Linked DNA regions of Mus musculus: region 1 is linked to region 2. Evidence: chromatin contacts called from public HiChIP or PLAC-seq data. All regions are on one chromosome and are shown on one strand. Each heading gives the region's core, a stretch centred on a gene start, on an enhancer-like site or on the middle of the called end of the contact. The rest is flanking DNA. Distances are from core to core; before and after follow the strand shown.

Region 1 (2,700 bases), core at 104-2,603, 1.1 Mb after region 2:
CAGCTCTAATTACACTGGTCATTGTAAGAGCAAGCATTGACTTATTCCAGCTTGGACCCCCTGCCCCCTGCCCCCTCCCCCCACCCCCTTCTCCCCACCCCACTCCCCTGCCGCCAACTCCGGTAGTAAAAAGGAAAGCAGACTTATATTAGGGGGCAGAGACTTGACATATGACAAATTGTTAAAAAGAGAGAGAGAAGAAGAAGAAGAGTAGGAGGAGGAGGAGGAGGAAGAGGAGGAGAAGGAGGAGGAGGAGGAGGAGGAGGAGGAGGAGGAGGAGGAGGAGGAGGAGGAGGAGAAAAGAAAAACAAAGGCTGGATGGAGTCGTGATAGAATGACCCCATTTTTAGGATCTAGAACTTTCTAGCATCTACTTGCTGAGGTGCAAAAGAGGAGGTACAAGAACACACAGAACACACGGGGCTGGGGGGCTGCCATCTTTCGGTGGCTACTTGAGTGTAGCAGGGGAAAATTCAAAGGGAGGAATCCCTTTGGTTCTCCAATTCCAAGTCACAGGGAACAGTAAGGGACAGTATGAGGGAACAAAGATTCAGAGTACCTGTGATGGCTAATGCTGTCCACTTGAAAACACAATCTTAGGGAATAGATCTGTTTTTTGACTAGGGTCATTCAGGTGGGAGGACCCACACTAAATGTAGGGAGCACCATCCCATGGGCTAGAATCCCACACTACAAAAACAAACTGAACACCAACATCCACCTTTCCCTACTTCCGAGTTGTTGACACAATGTGACCAGCTGTCCCACACTCCTGCTGCCATGCCTGCCCCTCCACACTGTGAGCCCAAATCAATCAAGTTTCTTTGACCAGGTATTTTGTCTCACCAATGAGGAAAGTCAGAAATCTAGCCTCTGTCACCATAGAGGTACCACCCCTCTTGGGAAGCCTACTGACTCTGTGATAGGCAAACAAATCACATCACATGTAGCTGCTAGTTTTACATAAAATTGGGGACAGATCTTTGGCAAGGCTCTTTAGAACAAAAGATACAAAATATTTCAACCAATTAGTGTAGGCTTCCAAATTAAGTGGTTAAAAACTGTTACATTTTAACACCTACAAATTACATTATTCATGACACCAGTGTTCTCCACTGGCAAAATCTGTATCTAATTTGGTTAATGAAGTATTTAAATATTACTGACTGTGTGGAGCTTCAAGTTCAGAATTCCAAAGTTTTTTTTTTTTAACTGAGAGCTGTCAAGTAGACCCAGAAAAGGGCAAGAAACCAAGAGCTACTGAGATCTAGTGAGATCTGTTTGCAGCAAAGTACCCCCATCTCTTCTTCCTGACTAAAATGGAGCTGGACCCTACACTGGGAACAGGGGAAGAGGAGCCTGCCAGGAGTCCTGTGGTTTCCCCGTATCCCTGTCAACACAGAGCCTGGGGTGGACTGTGCTCTGTTTAAAAAAATCTCTCCAATTTACAAAGCATTTACTCTTTGCTAAACACTGTGCTAAGGATGAGGAACACATATTATTTCTTTTTAAAGTGTGTTAGAGGGGATGTATCTGTGGGGATGCGTGTGTGTGGAGGCTGGGGGATAACCTTGGGTCAGCCCTTGAAATGTTGTTTAACTCCTTTGAGACAGGGCTCTTCATTGACCTGGTATTTACAAATTTAGATAGGCTGGCTGGCCAGCAAGGCCCAGGGATCTCTTGTCTACCTCCCCAGTTCTGGCATTATTATTATTATAAGTGTACGTTAACACATCCTGTTATCTTCCTCTTCCTCCTCCCCCTCTTCTTCTTCATCTTCCCCACCTCCTCCTTTTTAATGTGGGTCATTGGGATAAAGTGTGGGTTCTTAGACTTACAGGGCGAGTGGTTTACCAACTAAGCAACTCCCTCAGCCTCATACATCTTACGAAACAAACAAGAAACAATCATTGCCCATGCAGAGGTGAGCAAACAGAACATGTAATAACTGGTTGAGGTCTTTGTGCTGTTAAGTGTGGTGGCCCAGCCTACAGTCCAGCCCCAGAGCTCACCCTCTTGGCACTGATTTTAGGGAAATGTCCAGCTCTCCTTCTTGCAATGTGTGCATTCTACAGGTGACTTGCAGAAGGCAGGCTTGTTAGGAACACCTGCAAACTCTGCTGGGAAAGTCTGAGCCCACAGGGTAAACTGCCCACCCAGTTTGAGACCTCGATGGGAAATTGGAGTCCTCCCTAAGAACTCAGCATCTCTGAACTACGGTCCTCTGAACTATAGCCCATGGAGCATGTCAACACAGCTTCCAGACCAATTACTTTCCTTCAGTCTAGGGGATAAATGAAAGGCACGAGGGGAGGGGTGATGAGAGAGGAGAGTGGAGCCAAGGCTTTGGGAGCTTGCAGGAAGATGAGCGAATCTCTGCACAGATCCCAAAGTGAAAATGATGGCAGTAGAATTTTTACGAAAAGCAATGAGTGGTGTTAGCAAGAGGAAAATCACAGACTAAAAAACAAAACAGAGAGAGAGACAGAGAGAGAGAGAGAGAGAGAGAGAGAGAGAGAGAGAGAGAGAGAGAGAAGCCACTTTACCTTAAGAATTAGTAGCTTACCCCAGTGTTGAAACAAAATAAGGCACCCAAGCCTCTAAATGTGACATGTACTTAAGGTTTTATTTCTGATTAATTACTTTCAGCAAGATCCAGGCATTACACTTTACAACTGGTTCTTCTTCCAGGGAAACCTC
Region 2 (2,700 bases), core at 197-2,696:
TTAGCAATAGGGTCTTACAAGTACCTTTATACAGACTAAGCATGGTGTGTGTGTTTACACATATATATATGTGTGTGTATATATATGTGTATGTGTGTATTATATATATGTATATATGTATGTGTGTGTATTATATATATATGTATATATATGTATGTGTGTGTGTTTATGTGTATTATATATTTACACACACATACACAAATATATGTATATGTATATTTGGAAGAGTGCAGAAAAGGGGTATATGGGAGGGCTTGGGGGTAAGAAAGGGAAGGAAGAAATAATATATTATAATCTCAAAAGTAAGAGAATAATGAAAAATAGCATACAATACAGTAACAGAGCTATAGCTATACACACACATACAGTATTTGAATCTGGCTTGTCAGAAGAGATGTGCAGATCCCTCCCAAGAGCCACGTGCCACATAATTATATAATGGCCAATGAGAGACCACACAAATGATAGCAGTTGAGTAAACGTATAACAGTGGAAATACTTTTGTTAACCAGCGATGTCCCAGCTGTCAAATGTTTAGATGCCTAGGTACTTGCCATCCCATTGTTTTGCCTGTAAGATGCTGTGCTGATTTGAGGCCTAGAGCCAATTGACTATGTCCTAGAACTGAGCTGCACAGCGCGGTTTACCACCTAGAGTTGCTTAAGCACACTCACTGGTGTTCACCCAGCAATAAGATGATCTAGCGTTGCATTTCTCGGAGTATATCCCTAGTTAAATAATACCTGTGTATAGTTTATTTAAAGTGCTGTGAAGCTGGTTGTGATGGGGCATGACACAGAGCCTCTGTGGGAGCTGATGGGCACTGTACAGCTCTAAGGGATACCGTTAATATTGTGGCAACTGGAGATTTGCACGTATGTATTCGGAGGACAGTGTGTCAGAAGATGCCAACACATTCCTTTATTCTAACAAACCCTGTCTATGGCAGGGGTGCTCTAGAAAAATGGAAGTAAGCTGTAGAACAAGGGGAGTTTCTTTTCTAATTTTTACAGAGGCAATGTAAGCTAGCAGGAGACCTGCCAATTCAGCTTTCTGTGGGAGTTCTACTTTGCTGCGAAAAATAATATACTTCGTTATCCCAGACGAAAGAATGGGGATAAGAGCCAAGAGAGAAATAGAATGTATTTCATAATTCATGAATATGGAAAAAGACTCCTCCGTGAAAGGGATGCTCTTGAATATCCTTCTCATCTTGAAGCTGCTGCCAATAGCTGTTATGTCTGCTGCCATCCTTCTCAGGTGGAGAAATGATTGAGGAGGTACAAGCTTGCCAACATGGGTCCAGCAGGCAGCAATTAGGGTCTGCAGAAGGATCCAGTTGGCTGGGTATGGTGGACGTTCAGCTGGTACTGGTTTGGGGTTGGGAGGTGGTGTGCTATTCTTAGGCATGAGGATGCACTTAGCGTGTGCTGTCCTCGGGAACTGGTTTTCTGGAGGCAAGGGTTGTTCACGAAGCTTAGCGTTGGCTCTGTGAACAGCTTTGCTGGCTCACGGTTAGGTTCTTGAATTGAGCCAGTTCACACATGTTCTTGCAGCTTTCCATTGTTACTTCCATTGTGTTGTTTAGAAAGTCTACAGCTTCAATGCAGCTGCATCTGAATAGTAACTGAATAAAGGGCGTGACATTTTCTCCTTGGCCCATTTGGATGTGGCAGGATCGGTGCTGCAGCTGGCAGAGGACTCTTCCGAATGAGCAGAGCAGGAGAGAGAATGCAGCTGCCGATGGGGCGGGAGGTGGAGGAAGTACGCTTTTTATGTTCAGCTGATAAACTCTTGGGTTGTTCACCTTGTGTTTGCATGTGCCCCAATTAGTAATTTCCAGTGGCTTGCCTAGAGGCACTTACTTACCTAGAGGCTTGCCTGTAGTCTTACCTAGAGGGTTTGTTTATTTATTTATTTATTTATTTATTTTGTGATATCATTTTTGTAGCTTTGACTATAGCAAGATTTTCAATGGAGTGTAAGTTGTGTTTTAAGGGAAAACAGTTTGATCATGAAGTTTGCAAATAATATGCTAAAACTGAATGATAGGATTACAATGTCATAGCGATATAATGGTAAGAAAATGTATTTGTTTATATCTCTATATATACATATATATGTATAAGTGCATGTATATATACGGCATATTACATAGTTAGTAGAACATTTAGTTTGGGCCCATGCACAGCATCCAGTTAGCACTTACACAGCTTACCAATGAAGGTCACATAGTTTTGCTTTCACAGATGTGGACCGTGAGGCTACGTATGTTTATTTTCACATTTCTGGGAAGCAGAAGGGATGGATCTGGTCAGTGGCCTCCTCAAGCACTTGTGCAGAACAATCACATTTCTGAGTGTGTGCCCTGAGGATATTTGAATGTTGCTACTTTTCTGTTGACTCTCTGTCTTAGTTTCCTTTCCTGTTGGCTGTGACACAACATCCTGACCAAAGCAACACAAGGGAGAAGGACTTGACTTGGTTCCCCATCATCATGTTGGAAATTCAGTGTCAGGAGCTGGCCACATTGCATCTGCAGTCCACAGACAGGGAATGGTTCCTCTCACAATTACCACGTGTCTTCTCTAGGCAGTTTACACAGTTAAGACACTACCCACAGCATGGCCGGAGACCCATCTCCTGGATAACTCTAGGTGCTGTCAGCTTGGCAATGAGCATTACCACAGTGAGCTGCCA

What was found. HiChIP or PLAC-seq counts read pairs in DNA pulled down with a chosen protein or histone mark.
Region 1: an H3K27ac HiChIP or PLAC-seq map of VIP interneurons shows a contact between it and region 2, with 5 times the contacts expected there. The contact joins two enhancer-like sites. A contact is called at or near these places in 1 of 15 datasets of contacts at CTCF or cohesin (the NIH/3T3 cell line), 3 of 484 Hi-C or Micro-C datasets (embryonic fibroblasts, neural progenitor cells and ventricular fibroblasts) and 1 of 115 datasets of contacts at active chromatin or transcription factors (VIP interneurons).

What each region holds. Positions count from the first base shown.
Region 1 is chr14:28,932,023-28,934,722 of GRCm38.p6, forward strand. All of the region lies in intron 35 of Cacna2d3 (calcium channel, voltage-dependent, alpha2/delta subunit 3), which reads right to left. Among named protein-coding and RNA genes, the nearest start is that of Lrtm1, 85 kb to the right of the region's middle. Within about 2 kb of position 1,354, at least 3 of the 459 cell types and tissues checked have an H3K27ac peak or open chromatin away from gene starts, as enhancers often do. A contact at or near this core is called in VIP interneurons, where this site is marked.
Region 2 is chr14:27,797,300-27,799,999 of GRCm38.p6, forward strand. The region is part of intron 4 of Erc2 (ELKS/RAB6-interacting/CAST family member 2); the gene reads left to right. Among named protein-coding and RNA genes, the nearest start is that of Gm45645, 42 kb to the right of the region's middle. Within about 2 kb of position 1,447, at least 12 of the 459 cell types and tissues checked have an H3K27ac peak or open chromatin away from gene starts, as enhancers often do. A contact at or near this core is called in VIP interneurons, where this site is marked.